3 separate regions of the Danio rerio genome follow, and regions 1 and 2 are each linked to region 3. Evidence: chromatin contacts called from public Hi-C and HiCAR-type data. All regions are on one chromosome and are shown on one strand. Each heading gives the region's core, a stretch centred on a gene start, on an enhancer-like site or on the middle of the called end of the contact. The rest is flanking DNA. Distances are from core to core; before and after follow the strand shown.

Region 1 (5,046 bases), core at 2,169-4,668, 260 kb after region 3:
TGACCCGATCAAAACAACGGTGCTGCCTGCCAATCTCGCACCCAGACAAATTACCCACAATCCCCCACTCCAGCTGGGCCGGGAGATGGTCCTCGGCGACTCCTTCAGTAAATGAAAACGATAAAAGGGAAGAAAAAACCTGCGTCTAAGATTCAAAACCGCTCGCTGACGAAGCCACTTGACATTTGTGTTGACATTTGAGCCCCTGTTGAATCGGTCGGAAATACAGCATGTCATCCCTGAAGAATCCAGCGCTCCAAAGCGTGTCTTATCGCTGAGATTATGCACTGGCATTATACCGAGCTAATAGTGCATGTAGGTCCTTTATGAATGAATTTCAAAATGCATCAAACACTTAAGGATTTAGTCCTTCTCCGAAAAAAATACTTAAGAATATGCAAATATGCGGGGAAGAATTAGGTTTAACAGATTTGACGGGCGCAAACAATGAGGGTGTTCTTTTCCCTGGCTGCCGGTGTCAATCAGAAACCCAGATTATCGTCCAGGGTTATGACAATGTGTAAAATGAAAAGAGACAATAAGACACTTTTAATTTATCACAGGGATATGACTATCAATACACGGCTATTGTACGCGCAGAATTGCTAAATACCTGGCGGAGAGGGCAGATGGAGGAGGTGCCAGAGTGGCTGACTGCTGCCCCCTGCTGATCCCTTCAGGGCGCATCACCATTCACACAAATACGCACACTCTCTCCTGCTACAGGGGAAACATTGGGGTTTTTAAAATGCATTAAAGAACGGCGCGCATGTTAAATGTATTAAGAAATCTGACTCTACACTATTTGTAAAATCGTATTTGATCATTCTGAGATTGTCAACAGTCTAGTCGATGGATAAAAGATCAGAGTGTGCCAAACATGGTCGAAAACGCATTCCCCAGCACTGCTGCCCTGAGGCAAGTTTTTAAAAGCCCCATTTTTAGTACATGTTTCTTTAAATAAACAAAAGCATTTAAAATGGTCAAAGCATCAAAGAAATAGTCCGAGGAGGTGTGAGGGTCACTTTCATGCTCAATTTGAAGGTCAGCGATCTTTTTCTGACAACCAAAAAGCGCATGATGTGAGAAGATTATCTGCTTTAGTAATCTTGTTAAAATGACATGAACTACAAATATAAGTGTGTTTATGAAGGTGTACAATCATTTTATCAGTTCTATATAATTCTATTCAAAATTGTGCAATGAGAGGTACTTTTCAAGTATGCTTTTCCAGACATTGTGTTTGGAGATTATCACATTCATTAGTTAACAATTTATTTTCAAAACAAGAAAAGAGGACAAACAAATGGAAGGACTTCAAGTTTTACATAATGAAATGTCATTACATGAAGTAAATAATATGACACGACATGCAAAACTATCAGTATAAAATTCAATACATCAATGAGTTTCGAGTGTTTCACATTTCTACTTAAAGAGACAGTTCACCCTAAATTGAAAGTGTTCACACCATTTACACACCCTCAGGTAGTTTCAAACCTTTTAAGTTTCTGTTAAACACAAATGAAAATATTTGGAAGAAAGCTGAAAACTGGTAATGAAATATTATGGAAGTCAAAGATTGCAGGTTTCTGTTTTCTTCTGTGTAGAAAGAAAGTCAATCAGGTTTGAGACAAGTGAAGGGTGAGCAAATGATGACAGTGTTGGGTGAACTCTGTATCTCTTCAATGATTCTTTAATGATTTACAAAATATAATTATTTTGTTTTACTCTTTTAGCTTAGTGTTATGGGATTTTAATAATATTTTATCTGTGATTCAGTACCAATACATATTTTGAAAGAAGTATGAAAAAAGATTTTCAATAAAATGATCCAAAATGAACCGATAAGTAATATGGTTAATAATTTTGATCATGTACCATTCAAATGTGTTAAGAAGAGGGATAACTTTCATAACTTTTTGTACATTTTATTACATTTTGGTGTATATCCTCTATAATATCCTTAGATGACTGCCAATATTTAATCCCTAAACATTATGATGATTAAATTAATAACAGTGCTCATATTCAATAACCTGTACAAAAATCATACAGTAAATAAGCCTAATAGTGTTCCACTATTGTTTCAACTAACAGTCAGTAATAGTTTTTGTAACTGAAATTATGTAAAAGAATAAAAACATTAGATGAAATAGAATAAAAATTTGATAATGAAAACTAATATAAAAATAAATCTTAATTCAAAATAATAATTAATTCTAAATAGGCATCACTATAACACCTAATATGAAAAGAAAAACGAAAGAAAAAGTCAAATTAAACACTGCAAAAAAGTGACTTAAAAGTTTCAGTATGTTGCCAGGTATTTCTGATATGCACACTACTGGTAAAAAAAAAAGTTTTCTAAAAGTTTTCTTTTTTTTGTTCATTTTTTTGTTTGTTATTTGTTTTTTAAAGAAAATTATTCTGTTCATTTATTAAATGCAAAGAAAAATTTAATTGTTAAACTTTTATTTTTATTTTAAATAACTGATTTCTTATTGTATGTAGTTTCAAAAGAAATTATTAATCCAGTAATTATTACTATTATTATTACCATTAATAATAATACTAATAATACTACTACAACTAGTACTACTACTACTACTACTACTACTACTAATAATAATAATAATAATAATAATAATAATAATAATAATTTATATTAATATTAGAGTGATTTCTGAAGGATCATGCGACTCTGAAGACTGGAGTATGAAGCTGAAAATTCATCTTTAAAAATCAATGATTTAATTAAATGACTGAACTACTTTTGAACAGTTATTTTATAGTGCAATAATATTTCACAATTTTACAGTTTGTACTCTATTTTTGATAGTGAAATAATGAGCAATTTTGAACTTGTTGACAGAATTTTATAGGATGGCAATTACATGTAATCTTTACAACATTGTAGGATTTAGCCCAACTCCAGACACATTTGCCCTTTTCTGAAAACACAACGGCAATAACTGTAAAACAAGATAATCCGCAGTAATAAGTATTTAGCAACATGACTCTGGATGACGTCTACAGTGCTCTGGCATGTTTAGGTTGTCCACAGTTTTTCAAAGTATCATGGACATGACCCGAGTTGAAATGTTTGTTTTGTTAACATAATGATAAGCTAACGGCATGACTGAGGAAGACATGATACCACAATTGACAACAACATTACTATTTAGTATTTCCCATCTGTGTGTGTGTTTGTCCCAGTTAAAGGAGAACACACCAAACCCCTGCAGGCGATCACACCTAAAGTGAACCTCAAACTTCCTTTGACTGACATTTGCAGGAAGCGTGAGGAAGAAAGGGGTGCGACCGGGAGCTTCATCCACTTTAGTGTATGTGTGTGTGTGTTTAGGCGGGTGGCAGTCCCAGCTGTCCCAGTATTGATCCACAGCTGGTGCCAGTATGGGGGGTGGGGGTCAAGACTGTGGGGTTTCCTTCTAAACACACACACAAACATGCTGAAGAGAGCGAGAAGAAAGGACCTGATGTACTCAAAGTAAAGTGAGGTTTTTATTCTTCATTTAGGGCTAAAAAGTGGTTTTGAAACACCTGAGCTGTGGGAAACTGTCAGCCAATATTCCAATACTGCTAAATGTGCTAACAGTGCCATTGAGATGAAAATTTAAATGTGCGTTGCATGTTTTCTTAATACCGAAATAAACATACAACAGGATTGCAGAGAAGAGAACAAGCAGTTTAAAATTGCAGCTGATAATAACAATGTGGAAGCTACTGTAGCATGAGATCTGCAACTTGCCAATGCTGTCAAGTAAAGGCATTTATACAGTAGACTTCTTTAAAGATGTAGTTGACCCAAAAAGTCTGGCAAGTATTCACTTGCTCTCAAGTTGTTCCAAATCATTAAGAATTATTTTTTTTAATACTAAGGAAGATATTTTAAAGATTATTAGAATCCAGTAGTCCATGAAATCCGAAGTAGAAAAATAATCTTTGAAAGTGAATGAATACTAGTTTCCAACACACTTCAAAATATCTTTCTTTGTGTTCAGCAGGAAAAACAAATTGAATTTCTTTTAATTTTGGGTAAATATTGGGTAAACACATTTACAGCATTAAATATGGAAAACAGTGCCAGTGTTGCAATCAGTTAGATTTACAACTTGACTTTCTGCTATGAAACAGATTTTCATTGTTTATGTTTTATCTCATGAAGGTCAGAGCTCATCAAACTGAATCAGAGAGATTAATGAATGAGAGGAGATTTCCAATTTATGAAGGCGGAGCCCCAGAGCCATACCTACTTTTTTACATTATCATCCAAGCAAGTGGTAGTGCAAAGGTGTTTACCAGATCATTTTTTTTCAGAAAGTTCACTTTAGAACTAACTATGATCAGATTTCATTCTAAATTACACCACATTTTGTTTGCCATCAGGCAAAAGCATACTGGAGGCTAAAAAGAGTGCTATTATGTTAAACAAAAATAAATAACATAAAATCTTGCTAACTACAATACAATTAACAATTCCTTAAAAAAAGTTTTTTTCTAGGTAAAAAAAAAAAAAAGTCTTTTAGTACTTTGATTCAAAACCGACTCCTAGAATCAGTTCTTAAAATTGGATGCTAATTAAACATGTCAACTCAATGAATGATTCTTTTAGTACTCCATCCTTTTGACTGAATCGTTATGAAACTCGACTCATAAACCCAGATCTCAATGTTAGATGCTAGATAAAATAAATGCAACAAGTGCTTTTCTTTTCAGTTCAATTAGGCCAAATATTTCTTTTAGTACTTCAAATTTTTGACTGATTCATTATAAAATCAGAGTCAAATAAGCAGTTTTCAAAGTGTGATGCTAGATAAAACAAAGCAAACAAACCCTTCTGTTTTATATTCGATTAATGATTCTCTTAGTACTTTGACATTCGGACTGATTCAAAACTGGCTCATAGAACCAGTTCTCAAAATTGTTAATTAAATATGTAAATTCAATTAATGATTCTTTTAGTTCTCCAATCTTTTGATTGACTCGTATGAAACCCGACTCATAGAACAAAATGTCAAAGCT
Region 2 (4,468 bases), core at 947-3,446, 390 kb after region 3:
AAAATTATAATATAATAATAAAAATAATAATAAAAATAATAAGGATAATGTAACTCCAAAGACTAGAGTAATAAAGCTGAAAATTCCTCGTTAAAATCATTGGAATAAATGATTAAAATAAATGATAAACTACTTTTGAACAGTTATCTTATAGTGCAATAACATCTCAATATTTTAATCAATTGAAATAAATGCATCCTTGGTTTGCAGGATAAGCTTATTTTAAAACATTTAAATATCCTACTGACCAAAATATTTGACCGATAGTGCATGTGCATAAAATAAAATTGCCTTTTATTAAGAAGAGTCAACTTGTTGCTTTTTTTAAGGCAAATATTTACTTATTTTTAAAATTAAAGTTACTCGGTTTTTACTAAATTAAAATAATTACAAAATATTATCAACGGATGTTGGTAAATTGCAGAGCTTATGTAAACATGGCTATATGGCTGTGATCAAATGCTTTCTACACTGCTGTTTTCTCACTGCTGTCATTTTGTTGTGTGTTTTACTATTGAGAGAAACTCGAGGGAAATTTTGTCATGGAAAGCTTGCAGCAGAAATGTACTGTACATATTCATCTAAATATTATTTATCAACATAATTTATTTACATCCATTAATTTTTAAAATATCTGTGTAAAAGATATGTTCATTTTCATTTTACTTTTAATTGAACAAAAAAATTGTACTGAGGTGCTGAATCTTGTATAATTTCTTTAATGTTAAAGGTATAGTTCATGGCAAAATATTCTAACTCATGGCAAAATATAAACTCAAGTGGTTCTAAAATTTTGTTCATTTTCTGTCCTCTGTTGAACACAAAAGAAGATATTCTGAAGAATGTTTAAAAAGCAGCCATTGATAGCCACCCATAGTTAGAACAAAAAAATACTATGGAAGTCAATGACTTTTATTTCAATCATTTCTCAGAAAATGCAAAGAAAAACATTACTTTTAATATTTTATCATCTACACCGGAGCGGCACAGTGGGTAGCACAATCGCCTTACAGCAAGAAAGTCCCTGGATTAAGCCCCGGCTGGGTCAGTTGGCATTTGTGTGTGGAGTTTGCATGTTCTCTCCGTTCTTGCGTGGGTTTCTTCTGGGTGCTCAGATTTACCCCACAGTCCAAAGACATGTACTATAGCAGGGGTGGCCAACCCTGTTCCTGGAGAGCCACCTTCCTGCAGATTTCAGTTGCTACCCATATCAAACACACCTGAACCAATTAGTTAGGACCTGAACAACACGTGATAATTACAGGCAGGTGTGTTTGATATGGGCTGCAACTGAAATCTGCAGGAAGGTGGCTCTCCAGGAACAGGGTTGGCCACTCCTTTACTATAGGTAAATTGAATTAACTAAATTGGCCATAGAGTGAATGCAAGAGTGTATGGGTGTTTCCCAGTACTGGGTTGCAGCTGGAAGAGCATCCGCTGCGAAAAACATATGCTGGATAAGTTGGAGGTTCATTTTGCTGTGGTGACTACTGATTAATAAAGGGACTAAGGCGAAAAGAAAACTAATGAATGAATCATCTACACCTGCCTTTAGAAGTCAACAATTTTTTATGACAAGACACTATCAATGTTTTTCATTGCCAGCACACTTCAGCCACCACTAAACCACACACCACCTTTCACCTAACATTTACCTTTAGCACATTAATAACACCGTGTGACTTCCACATGACATCGCAGCTTCACTTTGCAGAAGCACATTCTTTGATAATGGTTTGTGTACAATCTCAATTCAGGGACTGTATTTTGGTATGTTTTAAAGGGATAATTCACCCAAAAATGAGTTTATCATTTATCTCATGTGATTTTAAACCTTTATGAGTTTTTTCTTCTGTTGAACACACAAGAGGATACTCTGAAGAATGCTGGTGCTGCATTGACTTCCATAGGCAAAATATTTACCATGGAAGTCAATTAGTCCGAGCGACAAGCATTCTTCAAAATATCTTCTTTCGTGTTCAACAGAAGAAAGGAACTCAAATAGATTTTGAACAAGTGAAAGGTGAATATATGATAGCAGATGTTTCATTTTTGACACTTTAAATACTGCATGTTTACTGCGAGAGCATCTTCAGCTGAACCCTCTTCACATGCTGGATTCCCTCTGTAATTAAGAGTGCTGTTAATCTCTAAATCTTATTTGGGATGGTTCACTTTGAATCACATCTGAAGGTGTAAATCGGGGTTTAAAGAAGATATAGGACATATGGTCAGCAAGCACCAGGCTCTAAATCGTGACCTTTTAGGGTTTATCCACAGGGATAAACTGAGATTGGCACATCTGGGTGTGAGAAAGCATCCTAACCTAGTGTGGCAGTGCCATACCTGTGAGAGGAGCAAAGCGAGTCGAAAGGAGAAAGGAAGGAGAAAAGCAGTGCTGTACTTCAGATCTGGACAATGAAAGCGATACTGCGTACAGAGAGACTGCAGCCCAGTGAACTTCAGGCTCTGTTCGGAGAAGAGAAGGATTATTCATGCTCCCTGAATGATATTGTTCACCACACAGAGGTATGCATCTTGCATCTTTAGACTTATACAATGTAAAATATGAATGTGAAATTGTACAGTATGAAAACAGTACTTTTAAATGACATAAACTGCAGATGAAGATATTGTAAGATAAGTTCAGAATCGAATATTCTGGACTGTCGTCTATTTGTAAAAGCAAGATGATCCAGAAACAAGGCTAAAGGATGTGTGACTGGTTTAGAAAAGAATGAGGATATGCTACTGTAATTAGAAAACATGAAACTGAGTTTGTCATATTTTAGTCACATGGTGTCAAGGGACAAAATATCACTGAAAATGGACATTGAGAAAGATTGAGGACACAAGGTGTAGAACCACTAGTACTACCACTACTGAAATGGGATACAGTAACATAACAGACACTGGAGGTTCAAAACTAAAAATCTTTTTTAGCTCTTTAGTCTACAAAGTCAGAGATTTACTCAAACCTAAGCTGTTGGAACAAACCAACAATAATGGGTCAACTACTGTACCATTAGTGTAATGTAACATTTCAGCTTTTTTAAAATTCAAATTGGGTGACATGATGACTCAGTGGTTAGCACTGTCGCCTCACAGCAAGAAGGTCACTAGTTTGAGTCCCAGCTGCGTCAGTTGGCATTTCTGTGTGGAGTTTGCATGTTCTCCCTGTGTTCGCTCCAGGTGCTCCGGTTTCCCCTACAGTCCAAAGATATATGGTATAGGTGAATTGAATAAACTAAATGGCTGTAGTGTATGTAAATGTGGGAATGAGTTTGTAGAGGGTACTGGGTGGCTGCTAGAAAGGCATCTGCTATTTGAAACATATGCTGGATAAGGTTGCGGTTCATTCCGCTTTGGCGACTCCTAATGAATAAGGGGACTAAGCTCAAGGAAAATGAATGAATGAATTAAACATTCTAATTTACTATTTAAACTAGAGTCAGGTCTACTGACTTTAAATTAAGATTTATTTAAATTAAGGTCAGATTTGCTAACATTTTTGGCATTAAAATGCTATAATAGTGGGTTCTTACAACTTTATATGGGTCAAATATGGACAAAAACAACCTCGGATGTCAATTTTCTGATTTAATTTGAAATCATTTAAAAATTTTATCCAGATGTTAAGTTTGTAAAAACAACCAATTTATTAGTTTACCAGTGGTGTCCAAACTCAATCCTGGAGGGCCGGTGTCCCGGAGAGTTTAGCTCCAACCCTAATCAAAAACACATGAACCAGTTAATCAAGATTTTACTAGATATAATAGAAACGTCCTGGTAGGTGTTTTGAAGCAAGATGGAGCTAAACTCAGTAGGACAATGGCCCTCCAGGACTGAGTTTTGACATCCCTGGACCCAGTTTTTCAAAAGTAACAAAGGGATTTTGAATTACGATCAGACCATAATCCAATCTTACATTTGATTTGGATCAGACCTGCGCTTTGGGTTATTAAAACTCAGATTGGGAACTATTTGATAAAAAAAAAAAATCCCATCAAAGGGGTGGATTCAGTGTTGATTTTTGAACCAAATTAATAAGATAAAAAAAGTTTCATTTTTAAGTGAATGATCACAAACTTAATGGTTACTGATGATATATAAATTCCTTCATATTTTAATCCTATATGAGGCATGTCACATCTAAGACATAGTAAACAATAATGTAATTATTGTTTAGTAATTCTGAAATTTAGCATTTGGACCACAGTGATTCAACTCAATGTTCCTTTAATATAAGTAAGATATCTCAGTTAATCTTGGATAGCAAAACATGGGACTTATAAATCTGGACCAATCTGATCCAGAAAAAATATTTTGAAAAACTGTATACGAAGACACATTAAAAAGAATTAAAAGATATGGACAAATGTTTGCCAGCTGACCTTATTTCACAAGAATGTGTGGGAGTTTCTCATTCATATGCAAAATTGATGGCAAGTGCTGAAATTACTCATGC
Region 3 (4,949 bases), core at 1,772-4,271:
GCACATTTTAGAGCAAATCCAATCTAGTAAGAATCCACAGAGCTGAGAAACAGGACTGCGTTTAAACAAGATCTGGAGAAGACTACAAAACAATTCTGTAGCATTTAAGGTTCACAGGAGCAAGTGACCTCCATCAAATGGAAGAAGTTTGGAAAAACCAAGATTCTTACTAGAGTTCCTCCAGGACCCACCGAGCTTTGGTTATTACCATTTTTGAGTGGCCCAGCCAGAGTTGGACTTGAACGCAATCTAACATCAAACCTAAAATGTCCATTTACTGACAGACCTTATCCATCACACAGCAGATCGGCCTTGAGACTATCTACAGAGAAGAATGGCAAAAAACCTGAAAAGCTTTACACCCACATTGTACCCTAAAATACTTGATTCTGTACCAATTGCCAAAGATGCTCCAACTCAATGGTCTTAAACTCAGTTCCTCAAGGGCCGCAGCTCTGCATAATTTAGCTCCAAGCACCAACTCACACCTGCTTAATAGTCTCTAGTAGTTTTGAACACCTTGATTAGTTGAATCAGGTGTGTTTGATTAGTGTTGGAACTGTGCAGCCATGCACAAATCGAGTCTCAGTCCTATGCTCTAACTAAAGGTGCTTTGAGTTGAATACTTATGAGCAATTCCAGCGTTATGGATGTGACAATTGCAGTAAAAACTAAAAAAATAAATTCGCATAGAAAGTATATTTTAACATTATATTGAAACATCTGTTTATGTTTTGCAGAACAATTAACCAAAGAGTTAAGGTATCAGAAAAATATTAATCTGTAGACATGTTTTGTACTTTAAATTAGGACAATAAACATGCGTTATGGATTTGACGAAAGGTTTAGAGTATACAAAATTTTTTGTAGAAATTCTGCAAAATAAACTGCACAACCCAAAAGAAACTATAATAATCAAAAGGATATGAGCTGGCTCTCTATAGAACAAAAATTTTTGGTTTTATTTAATTGAATATTTTCACATTTATGAAGAAAAAGTGTTGTCACGCATGTGACATCTCTCCGTTATGGATGTGATAGATGTGAAATTACCACTTGTGTGACTTTGGTAAATCAAATAGAATAGTTTGAAAACATTGACAGGGACATTTTTGAGTATTTCCAAAGTACTGTAAATACTTGTTCACACACACAACAAAAAAAACCCTGAAACTGTTTCCGTTTTTTTGGTGAAAACTTTTTTTTTTCATGGCAAGGTTGACATTTGCACTGAATTGCTCTAATATATATTTTTTTTTCCATTTGTCACTATAGAAAGAGTAGCCCCCTTCCCCCACATAGGCTCTAATGTTACTGTCAATCTTCCCATTCCATTCTCTAATAGGGACCACCGTTAATAAGTCTAGCAGCCCTTTCAGCTGGGGATCATATGGCTAACCAATCAGACTGCTCTGTGCTCTTGTCATTTGTGCAATGAAAACACAAGCCTTAAAAACCGCAAGACTCGCACAAAGCTTAGAAAACACAGGGCCTCATAACACTCATTCTACTGTATGCGTGTACCTCTCAGAAGTGGAAGGGCGCAGTCCTGCAGCTCCATAACAACACCCTCCAGCACAGGCAACATGGGAGTGATGTCCAGCAGAAGCAAAACGAGAGGCTAAAGAGAGAGAGAGAGAGAGAAACTGATCATAAGAGTGTGCCTTGCATAAATGCAACAATAAATGACACATGAAATAATCTCATCAGGTGTTTGTCAGACATATATGGAGCTTATTCTTGGAATAAGTCAAACCACATGCTGAATGACACAACAGTGTTTAATTGGTTGTGACGGGCCATTGCCTAAGCCAAATCCTGCTTCTACCTGATCTTTACCGAAGACATCTCCCTTTGCAATGCCGTACAGCAGAGAGTATGCGATCTGTCCTGCGGCACCGGTCACCAAGACTCTAATAGGCTCAGACTATAACAAAAAAGGAAAATAATTATGAACAACTAATGTGAACAAAGAAAAGAGTTATATATGACAACATTCAGCCAGTAGAGATGAGCAGGAAGCTCATGGTGTTAGAACATATAAATAGTCCTGGCAAACTCTGCCAGACCTCAGAATGACGTGCTGAGTGGGATATTTTTAAACCGAGAGACATTTACTCAGTTCTTCAATTAACTCACTTTCTCCGCTGCTTTCACTCATCTGTTGCAAATTAATCATATTTTGAATTAATAATTAAGACTTGTACACTGAATAGACTGTGAATGCAATTTAAAATTACGAACGATTTAATAAAATACCACATGAATACAAAAGTGCATGACTCTTATTGTCTTATAATAAGTGATTAAATGATCATTATACAAGTCTTTGTAATTTAACAGCACAAACATAAAGAAAATAGCTCCTGGTATTATTCGACTCAAAGCTTTGACGTTAACCTCGCAGTTTCCATAAGCATGATAACGTATTAACAACAAAACGTGAAATTGTTTTAAAACATTAGTTGCAATATGAAATTTTCCTACCATTTTCTGCTGGTTACGAATGACAGCTGCTCTCCCACTACTCTGATTGCGGAGGTCACCCCTATTTTCCTCACGAGGCAACAAGTTGCCGTTGCACCTGCGTTACAAGTGCCTCCTGGGAAATGTAGTTTTTAGTTATCATACAGGCGTTCATGTTGTTAAGATAAAAACTACAGTTCCTATAAGCAAGTATAGTAAATCACAAACTAACAGATGCCTCTACCATGAGTCCAAGGGGACCTCCGATTTAAGTTTGCAATTCTGTTCTTTCTAATTAAATTGTGTTAGAAACATTATTTGCACTTAAAACTAAAAACGTAATAAAGCAGTTACTGATTTAATGGTTTACTTTTAATTATTTAAAAAATGTGAACGTGCAATTTGGTTAACGGAGCATTACACAAAAATAATCAAAAACATTCCCCGTAAAAACCTTAATATGTGGTGTTCCTTGGGATTTTTATAACTCATGCATTTAGTCTACGCACACAAATCCCGATCCTGACTGAAGGAACAACCCGGAAGATATTGGAGTTTACCGTAATATTTGGAAAACAACGCAGGAGAAAAAGTAAAAGCTATGGAGATTACAGCTGCGTCCGTTGCTTAGACACACTTGAAATCATGAACATGTCTGAAGTTAGCGACTGCTAATATTTTAACATATCGTGAGAACATGTTTTAGTTAAATTTAGTTACATTTACATTTTTTATTTGTGCATTTTTCCTAAAGTTATATTTATATGCAGTCGTCTGACAACAAAAACTCTGCACCTGCGGCATCAGTTCAAGTAACGTTAGCAGGGGATCAACACATTATTGTAAACTTATCGGTAAGTCTATTGATGAGACAGTCAAAGCATCCTGTGCATTATGTGGAGTGTTTAATAGTGGCGAATCCTGTATGTACTGTATGTATGTGGTCTTTTAATTTTGTAATCTGTAAAACATTATTTTTCCGTTATCGAAAATGGAAACATGCAGAAGTCAGATGTTTCGGAATCTACTGTATCGACTTCTCCCCCATACGTTGTCCAGACAGGGTTCACTGTTGTCGGCTTGATTGAATTCTGTACTGGCTTGTGTTTTGTAGCTGTAAAAGATCTTGGAAAACATTAGTAAGTAAGTAGATAAGTGGTTGGTCTCATATAAAAGTTGTATTTTAGACTTTGCTATTTGTACCTTTTTATAAACCATTTACAACGAACGTCATTCATGTTTTTGCCTACAAACAAAACTAAAAATGAGAAAAACCACAAATGTTTCATGATTTTGCTTCACTGACCACTATTTAAGCATTTGTTATACAAATGGTGCAGTGATTAATGTGGTGAAAACATACTATCACATTTGCTATTATTGAATCATGGTTCATTTCAAAAGGTATTATAACATATACTTGTAATTAATGTATGATATTGTTAAAATAACTTTACCCTTAAAAAAAATTGTAAAAAAACAGATAATGTCCTTGGCCTGACATTTAACTGCAGTTCTTCATTAAAGATGAAATTTGATTAATGAATGGTCCTGTTAAACAAACAGCGTTGATTGATTGATTGATTGATTGATTTAGGGGTTGGCTGATCATTCATTTCTTAGTTTTATATATAAATCGTACTCATTTTTGTTTGTTTTTTCAGTAAGGCATTATCTCTCTCTTTGTGAAAAAATTTGGCAATAATGTTAAACTATCTAAAGTAGGCTTTTGTAGCTTCTATTAAAAGGGCTTATTTCATTTTGACAATTCTTTTTTTTTTTTAATGGAAAATATTTATTTTCTGTTGGAGAATTTTTAGACAGTTTATTAGCCATATAATTAATACCAACTTGATTCTGTTTGAAAACGCATCCAAGAGCAGCTGTATCATAAACACTTCTATAATTTTTGTGTCTTTGACTACCTCCTATTGAGAGGGCGAAATAGGGCGTCTGTGTCAGTTTAGAGCTGTGAGGACCCCTGCTTAGGGTGAGATAGATGATCTCCCTCTGCATTTTACATGAACTCATTACAGGCTCATTACAAACCGCCTGACAAAGGAGCTGAGGATAATGTTGCTTCTTCATGTGATGTCCCAGAACAGAACAACAGCAAACACTCTTCTCCATAACACAGCGGAGAGGAGCTGTCAGTTCATAGGTGCTTTTTGATTCGTTTGAACAACTGTAGTTAGATTGTTAGATTGAGTTTTTATCCCCACTTGTATTTTGGATGGAAAATTATATATATATATATATTTTTTTTTTATATAAATTATAGAATTTATTTTATATATGTGTCTGAACCTGCCTTCCTTCTTGACTTTCTTGTATTTTCTTTCTCTCTGTCCCTCAGGCTTTTTCTATTGCATTGTGTACAGTGAGACTGGTGTTTCTAAAAAATGTCCAGTGTGGTTCACCCGTACAATACTGTAATGCATATTAATAGAAATTGCTTTAGTAAAATACTATAATAAAGTTTG

What was found. A called contact is a pair of places that touch in the nucleus more often than the background predicts. HiCAR-type assays count read pairs that join an accessible place to other places.
Region 1: a contact with region 3 is called in a HiCAR-type map of caudal fin, with 7 times the contacts expected there. The contact joins the enhancer-like site here to the promoter of mdh1ab in region 3. A contact is called at or near these places in 7 of 18 Hi-C or Micro-C datasets (caudal fin, embryo, hematopoietic stem cells and 1 more) and 2 of 4 datasets of contacts at active chromatin or transcription factors (caudal fin and embryo).
Region 2: a Hi-C map of embryo shows a contact between it and region 3, with 2.0 times the contacts expected there. The contact joins the promoter of LOC141378567 here to the promoter of mdh1ab in region 3. A contact is called at or near these places in 2 of 18 Hi-C or Micro-C datasets (caudal fin and embryo) and 1 of 4 datasets of contacts at active chromatin or transcription factors (embryo).

The regions. Positions count from the first base shown.
Region 1 is chr17:25,504,158-25,509,203 of GRCz12tu, reverse strand. All of the region lies in intron 5 of ehbp1 (EH domain binding protein 1), which reads right to left. Among named protein-coding and RNA genes, the nearest start is that of ehbp1, 47 kb to the right of the region's middle. Within about 2 kb of position 3,418, at least 5 of the 62 cell types and tissues checked have an H3K27ac peak or open chromatin away from gene starts, as enhancers often do. A contact at or near this core is called in caudal fin, where this site is marked.
Region 2 is chr17:25,375,335-25,379,802 of GRCz12tu, reverse strand. LOC141378567 (protein FAM161A-like) reads left to right here and starts at 2,196. Exons shown (of 4, transcript XM_073928525.1): 1 at 2,196-2,529. The coding sequence starts at 2,419.
Region 3 is chr17:25,764,221-25,769,169 of GRCz12tu, reverse strand. mdh1ab (malate dehydrogenase 1Ab, NAD (soluble)) reads right to left here and starts at 3,021. Exons shown (of 10, transcript NM_001355553.1): 1 at 2,976-3,021; 2 at 2,488-2,602; 3 at 1,829-1,927; 4 at 1,525-1,621. The coding sequence starts at 2,490. The region is part of intron 2 of wdpcp (WD repeat containing planar cell polarity effector); the gene reads left to right.